Regions from separate parts of the Capra hircus genome. Here region 2 is linked to region 1. Evidence: chromatin contacts called from public Hi-C data. All regions are on one chromosome and are shown on one strand. Each heading gives the region's core, a stretch centred on a gene start, on an enhancer-like site or on the middle of the called end of the contact. The rest is flanking DNA. Distances are from core to core; before and after follow the strand shown.

Evidence for each region. Hi-C and Micro-C count contacts between places; a contact is called where the count stands out from the background.
Region 2: a contact with region 1 is called in a Hi-C map of liver, with 5 times the contacts expected there. The contact joins two enhancer-like sites. A contact is called at or near these places in 3 of 5 Hi-C or Micro-C datasets (blood and liver).

Annotation. Positions count from the first base shown.
Region 1 is chr5:50,078,903-50,083,057 of ARS1.2, reverse strand. All of the region lies in intron 3 of PPM1H (protein phosphatase 1H), which reads right to left. Among named protein-coding and RNA genes, the nearest start is that of PPM1H, 140 kb to the right of the region's middle. Within about 2 kb of position 2,182, at least 1 of the 5 cell types and tissues checked has an H3K27ac peak or open chromatin away from gene starts, as enhancers often do.
Region 2 is chr5:50,298,149-50,302,303 of ARS1.2, reverse strand. All of the region lies in intron 34 of MON2 (protein MON2 homolog), which reads left to right. Among named protein-coding and RNA genes, the nearest start is that of MIRLET7I, 23 kb to the right of the region's middle. Within about 2 kb of position 2,118, at least 1 of the 5 cell types and tissues checked has an H3K27ac peak or open chromatin away from gene starts, as enhancers often do.

The DNA of each region.
Region 1 (4,155 bases), core at 933-3,432:
ATTGACAAGAACAAATGGCTATCTGAACCCAAGCAGGAATGGTGGGAAGCTGGAGAGTGGTGAGGAGAAGGGAACGGAGGTTAGCAGGGAAAGACAGTCATAAGAAAATGAAAGAGGAGAAAGAAAACATTCCGATGTCAGAAGCTTGAACCTCTAAAGAATGCATCAAAGCAGAACCAACAGCCCTACTCAGAAGGAGTTTGTGAGTAGGCTTATTCAATTTATTTGCACTTAAATAAATGATATAAAGTTGATACTATGATAGATACATATTTCATCAAATTAATACAGAAACAGATATATAAAGTCCACACCCAACACAACTAATTTTAATACAGTGGGAAGAACTGCTCTAGTTACAGAAACCATCCTTTCACATCCAGGATCAATATCTGTTTGAATACCTAAAGCCTAAATGAAAGACAATTTTTGTACGTGAACTGGAGTGTGAACGATGCTTGAGAAACTAAATCACTGCTCCCATCCAAAAGATACAAAGTCCACGTGAAAGAGTCGCCCACAGCAAACAATTCCTCCAGGATTCAGATAAACAAGTTTATCCTGCATCATAGGTGCTTTTCGTATCACAGTTTACATCACAAGAGACTCTGATTATTATTATTATTATTTCATACTTTGAAAAAAAATCAAGATAGTGTTTGACACTAAGATTATCTGCTACATTTGCCTTTAATTTTAAGGGAAACATTCCAGTCAGCTTGCCCAGTGAAACCTTTGCTATTACATTAATAACGTGAGTCAGTATCTTTTTCTAATAGATTTCATAATTTCTTTCAACTTTCCCTAAGTTTCCACTGTCTTCCCTCCGTGGTTCTCCTGGCATAAGGAATGCTAGATCTGGCAACACTTCCGCATAAGCAGTGAACCACAGTCTAACTATTTTTTATGCAAGCAGCTTTGCTAAGATGCCCATGCTTTCATCGCTTCCCGGCTTTGTGTGGTAATATACATATGCGTGTGTGCTCAGACTCACAGGCACACACTTTAATTACATGTGTACTCTCTGGGATCACAGTGACAAGGATTTGAAAAATATATTTCCACAGACTTAATCCCCCCTGAAGGATTCACTGACATGAAAATATGCTTTTTTACTTCCTTTAAAACTGGGTGTAACTAGAACAGATTCTAAAAATAATTGCTTCCCCCCCTCCCTAGAAGCCAAAATAGCACATTTATTTTTTCCCTACACCACCTACTACTCTTTAAAAAGATGTATCACAAAATCTTAGTACTGAACGAACATTAAAGGACCAGCTGAGTGGTTCTTTTACTACCAGATCAAACATGATAAATGAAGTCAATAAAGATGTATTTACTGTTGAATTAACTACCTAATTTCTTCAAACTCTCAACTTTTCCAGTCACCTTAAGCTTCTCACACTCTAGGTGGGAGAAAAAACACATAAAAATGTATCCCTCAAGAATACATTCCCTTCAGGTATTTTTCTCAAAAGAACAAGGAAATCACGGAAAAAGTGCCCACTGCTTTTTGCTAAACAAAGACCGATATGGAACAGCTTCCCCATTTTAGCTGTCATGAACCTCCAGGCATAAATCTAGAATAAATTACCAGCAAAACACAAGCACATACTATCATTCTTTTTTCAAGTATGATCTGAAAGGATCAACTTAAGTGACTCAGAAGATTCAATTAACAAGATAACTGATTTATTTGCTCAATCAGGAGTCCCTCTCAAGACTACTTTCTACTTAACAGAACTGATTTACCCTGTTTTGTGGCTATCTGAATATTACATTTAAGTAAGGTTCATCTCTAAATCAAAGAATGGATTCAATTTTTAAGACTTGGGATTGTGCTTTGCTCCTTTTTGTTGCAAGAAAGAATGAGACCAATGAAGGGAAAAAAAAGAGATGTGTGTGAAACGAGACTAACTCAGGAGGAAAGAACTGCAAGAAAGAAAATATACTGCTCAAGATCGTTGTAATTTGGTTTGAAAGTCCCAGAGATAATGCAACTCCAGGATCATCCTTTGTTTCCTACCAATTTTAGACTGCAAAAGGAAAGCAATATCAAACATCAGAAGGGAGCGTGTTGGAGAGTTTCAATAGGACCCTGGCATCTCCCCCTAACTGGGCTAAAACATGGTTCTGAGCACAGTGTTAATAGTGTCAGTCACAAATAATAAGATTCTGCATGGTTTCAGTATCTGGGTCTGATTTAGGTTTATTCTGAGGACGAGCCAATCTGTTAGGCTCTGGGGAAGGAGAAAAACATCACTGCCTAATATTGCCACCTGCTGGCTGTTTGTGGAATCACATGCTCATTCCTTAGAGGAACTCCTGTTCTAAAAACACACAGGTGCTGTTGCTTCAGTCATGTCTGACTCTTTGAGACCTTATGGACCTTAGCCCGCCATGCTTCTTTGTCCATGGGATTCTCAAGGCAAGAATAATGGAGTGGGTTGCTATGCCCTCCTCCAGGGGATCTTCCTGACCCACGGATCGCACCTGCGTCTCTTATGTCTCCTGCAACGGCAGGCAGGCTCTTTACCACCCAGCACCACCACACCCACACCCACACCCACACCCACACACACCCCCCCCACTAGAAGTCCACTTACCACGAATATTCTAATTCTCAAAACCACTAGGGTTCATAAACTATAAATAAACTCTGCATTTGTCCTCCTTTTTCACCATATGTTCTTTCTATGAACAAAGCCAAGCTGAGTGGTATTTCCAACCATTTACTCCATGTTTTAGAAAGATGTATGGCAGTTTTACAAGTTAAAATATTGCTATTTTTTCTCTCTGAGTAACAACCAAACCTCCAAAAAACTCTGCACTGTGGCAAGGAATCTATAGCCACACTGAAAATGAAATAGGACAGAATTCTGAGATCTTCCTCCTTGTGTTCAGAATTCAACTCCTGTAGGTAAAAAGGTCATCACTACTGCCTTGCTTCTGGTTCCTAGGTCTCCCGCAACCATACCAACAATGGAAATGACTTCTTGCATGAGTCTGAAATGCTGACTCCCCTGTTTCTGGAGGCTGTGGAAGAAAGGAGGACACTGACATCAAGACTTAGAAGACACTTATCTTCTTCATACCTGTCATCCTGGATCAGGCCATCACCTACATAGTAAGTGACAAAACTTAGCTGGGGCAGTAGGCATTGTTATAAAATGGTGATGGAAAGCAGAAATGAAGTCAGTCAAGGAGTCCCTAAGGTTCTGGTCCTTCAGAAAGTGAGGGTTCATTTTCCATGGTGGACACAGGAGGACCAGCCTTCTCACTCTGAAGAGAGATCCGAGATGAGATACAATGGGGAGGGGGCGCAGGGGAAATCCGCCTCTGCCAGCATGGATCAGAGGCCTGTAGTCAGAGGTCACCTTCTCACAAGCCATGAACTGTGCTAGGCAAGCCCAGGATCAAAGAGGAAAGGAAACCTTCAAAGAAGCTTACAGTATTTGATGAAATTTATCATCTCCCCTTGAGACGCCTGGATGGCACCATGGACTCAACGGGCATGAGTCTGGGCAAACTCCAGGAGATAGTGATGGACTGGGAGGCCAGAGGGCTGCAGTCCATGGGGTCACAAAGAGTCACACACGACTGAGCGACTGAACAACTTTGCTGAACATCTCCCCGTGTCCACAGCATCCCCCACCAAGTTCTGTTAGTTTACATTTTCTGACGAGCACTCGCTTTTTCCTAGAGGTGAATACTATATATTCTGGCCTGGTGTTTCTGAATCTTTTTAACTGATTCTCTCCTTCAGACAGATATCAACTTTTCATTTGATGTCACAGAGTATTAAACGAAATGCTGTATATCTCTATGTTCATCTAATGTGACTACAAACGCCCCCAGATATAAAATCAAATCTTTCACTTCTAGATCCCCTTGGAGTCCAGAAGAATGCTGGTTATAAACTATAAGCTAAATAAATATCAGTGATTGAGAAGGGAACTGGTGGGAGGTGGGGAGAAAGAAGGAGACAAGACAGACTTCAGATTCTACTTCCCTCAACTGTCATAAATAAAGCAAAACCTCAAATGAAAGGCAAGTTGGCCTTTAAAGATAAGTTACATTCTGAATCTCAAGAGGGGCGGCTGCAAAGATGTCATCAGAACAGCAAGTTTGAGGCTTCGGTGCTGGGCATGGGGG
Region 2 (4,155 bases), core at 869-3,368, 220 kb before region 1:
TCTTTCATATCTGAAGGATAACTTTTCTGGATAGCGTAGGCTTGGCTGGTAGTTTTTAATCTTTCAACATTTTGAGTATTCTCTCCTGGCCTATATAGATTTTCTGTTGAGAAATCTGATCGCCTAATGGGTTACCTAATGGTAGGTTACCATTCTTTTTCCCCTGGATGACTTTAAAATTCTTTCTTTGTCATTGATCTTTTCTCAGTTTTAATATAATTTGTCTTGGAGAAGGTCTTTTTGCACTAAAGTAAACTAGGTGTTCTCTTGGCTTAATGGACTTGTATATCCAGTTGCTTCCCCACGTTTGGGAAGGTCTCAGCTATTGTTTCTTTAAATAAACTCTCTACTCCCTTCTTCCTTTCTTCTCCTGTGTGTGTGCTCAGTTGCCCAGTTGTATCCAACTTTTTGACCCTATGGTCTGTAGCCTGCCAGTCTCTTCTGTCAACACTGAAGTGGGTTGCCATTTCCTCCTCCACAGGATCTTTCCAACCCAGGGATCAAACCTGTGTCTCCTGCAGCCCCTGAACTGGCAGGCAGATTCTTTTACCACTGAGCTACTAGAGAAGAGAAGCCCTCCTGCTTCTCCTGGAATGCCCATTACTCTGTTGTTGCCTTTCCTAATAGAACTGGATAATTCTTACACAGTTTCTTCATTTAAAAAAAAAACTTAGGTCTCTCTCCTCTCCTCCCTATGTCATTATAAAATTTCAATCTTTTTAAACATTTATTTATTTATTTTTGACTGCATTGGGTTTTTGTTGTGATGTGTGGACTTCTCTCTAGTTGGGGCATGAGGGCTCCATGGCAGGTGGGATCCTAGTTCCCCAGCCAGGGATCAAACCTACATCCTCTGTATTGAAAGGTGGATTCTTAAACACTGGGCCACCAGGGAAGACCCACAGCTTCTGTCTTTGAGCTAGCTGATTCTCTCCTCCATATGGTCTGTTCTGTTTCCCGTATGTTGTATACATTCTTCATCTCTTTTTATTGAGTTCTTCAGCTCCAGAGTTTGTTTGGTTGTTTTTTAAGAGTTCAGTCTCTTTGGTAACATATTCCTTCTGTTCATTAATTTTATTCCTAAGCTCGTCGTACTACTTTTCTATCTGAGCTGTCTTGTAGCTTTCTAAATTTCTTTAGGTGGTGGTGGTGGGTGGTGGTGGTTTAGTCGCTAAGTCATGTCTGACTCTTGTGACCCCATGGACTGTAGCCTTCTAGGCTCCTCTGTCAGCTGTTTTAATTTTATCAATTAGATTGCAGTGTTGGGTGATTTTAAGTTTGGCTTCTGGAGAATTGTTGTTCTCTTTTCTGACACCAGGTTACTTTGATTTTTCATGTTGCTTGATGAAAATTGTTCCTCTGATGTATTTGAAGGAACAAACACCTTTTTTCTTTAGTAAAGCTTCTTTTTTATTTGATTTTAATAATGTAACAGGTTAATGATGAGAAGCCTTTCTTTTGTTTTTCAGTAGGTGGCACTATAGTACAAGTTTTTGATTTCTCTTATCTGCGATGCCTGTGGTTAGAGTGAGAATTGGCACTTTTCACCATCCACTGCTTCTGCCAGAGGTAGCGTCTGGTGCCCTTGTCACTACTTTGCTTTTGGGGTTGCTGGTACCTTGTTGCGACCTAGGTCACTGGTGTGGCAGGTGTCTCCACCATGTCTGGGGTCTTCTGGGTCCACTGCAGTGGGGAGAGAGGGTGGGTGCAGTGAGGAGCTGGGGTCTGGAGCTGTCACCACGTTCAGGCTTATTGGTTTCATGGACACTGCTGCTGTGGGCAGAGGGGCCAGAGTCACATGGGTCTCTGACTGGAGGGGTGCTGTCGCTGTTGTTGCCTGGTTCCCTGTAGCCTTAGTCACTGCTGTGGCTGAGAGGCCAGTCATTGTGTCACCTGCCCTACTGCTCAGGTTTTCTTTGGTGTTCACTGCTGTGACTGGGGATCCAGGACTGCAGGTACCACCTCCACTATTTCCCCAGGCCTGCCGCCTCTGTGTATTTCAGTCCAGCCACTCTTTTTTTTTTTTTCTTTTTGGCCATGCTGTTTGTGGGATCTTAGTTCCCCGACAAGGATCAAAACAAACCAGGCCCTTGGCAGTGAGAGTTTGGCATCCTGACTACTGGACTGCCAGAGAATTTTCAGTCTATCCAGTCTTTTGTACAATTGTACAGACGTGTGGAATTCTCTGCAGTCCTCATGTATTGGGCAGAGACACTTTTACTGAATTAAGGATATTTTACTATTAATATTAATAGTTGTAGGTTAAAAGGAAGAGATGAAGTCCCTGGGATTCTCCAGGTAAGAATGCTGGAGTGGGTTGCCGTACCCTCCTCCAGGGGATCTTCCCAACCTAGAGCTTGAATTTGCATCTCTTACAACTCTTGCGTTGGCAGACGGGTTCTCTACCACTAGCACCACCTGGGAAGCCCAAATTGGCCTAAATGGTGTTCAGGCAGTAAAGAATCCGCAATGACCGAGTTCAGTCCCTGGGTTGGGAAGATCCCCGGAGGAGGGCGTGGCAACCCACTCTAGTATTCTTGCTTGGAGAATCCCCATGGACAGAGGAGCCTGGTGGAATATGGTCCATGGGATCACAAAGAATCAGACACGACTGAGCACTCTAAGCAGCAGCTGTGTAGATAATTTATATTTTATATATTTTTAATGTAGAACATGACTGAGTCTTTTGGGTCATAGGAGTCTTCTATGCTACATTTATACCCATTTATCATATAAATAGCTTTGGATCATTTTTATAGCACTTTCTCATTTGTTTCCCCTTTTCTGTTACACATTTCTATCCAATCTATTCTTTACATTAATGCCAAAAGTGATTTTTCTAAAAGTGCTGCATTGGTGATTCATTTTTCCATCCTTATAAAACAGAACAAAATAATCTTTTTAATTTACCACAACCTACCAAATACAAAGCGTCCTACTGTCTTAGCTCTATTCTCTTCATGCTTTTATCTCCCACTGGACTTCATATATACTATTCTCCCACCAAACTCACATTGTCAGTCTACCCAGGTACTACCAATGCTTTCCTCATTTCATTCTCCTGCCTGTGTCCACCCTGGTCAGATATCACACTACTTTGAAGCCTTGTTTCTGTTCCTTGAAGGTGAGTGATTTCTCCGTTTGGTGAAGTTGTAGCTCTCTTCTGTGTGCTTTTGTCCTGAAGCTCTCTGTATTATGGTTCTATGTGTACATGACTCACTCCCCTTAAAGTGTAAAGTTCTTGACAGGCTTTTTAATCATGTTTTATTCTATTCTGAAACACAACACCACCACTGAATTTTTTTTTTCCTTTTGGACCAGCCACTGGTTTTAAGGGCTTGTTACTGGTTCAGGACAAGATAAAGAGCTGGCATCAGAGTATAAGTCAATTGTGTCACTAAGCACACTGGTTTAGCTTACTTTTTTATACAATAAGACTTTGTTACTTAGAAGAAGTCTGTTTATTTACATTCTGGTACAAGCAGATTGATGTTTTAAGCAGCATTACTTTTCAGACCCAAGAAGAACATAGGTTCCTAATAAATGAATCCCAAGATAATTTGTTCCTGTCAGGTGTTACATAATCAAATACGTGTTTTGCTGCTTTCAAAATTCACTCACTGTTACTTTGGCCTAGGAAGCATATGATACTAAATTTCAAGAAGCAGTAGACTTGTGTAAAAAGAAGGCGTAGAATTTCTAAGAAAAATTCTTGAACAAATGTCCTTAATTTATCCTATCAAGTTCAAATTTGAATAATCTTAATAAGATGTTCTGGTTTATTTTTCAGAAAGGGAAATCATGCATTGACTTCCTAGAGACCAGTAAAATCTTTATTAGATCACAAGATAGAATTTGATTCTTAGAAATATATTAACAGGAAATTCTCTATTTTTCCTGTTACTGCTATAGATAGACTAGGAATGGCAAATGTATTTTTTATGATCTTTAGATAGCTGTTAAGAATGTAACCAGAATTTGTATAAAGGAAGAAAAGGGAAGGAAAACTGAATAGCCTTCTTTTGAAAAGTCAATGGGCCATGGGTATGGCAGTGTATTAATGATAGATGATTTAACTAAATTAATGTTAAATTGTTCAAGAAAGTTTGAATTATGCCTGTGGGTATATTAAGTGAAGATTTAAATTAAGTAATT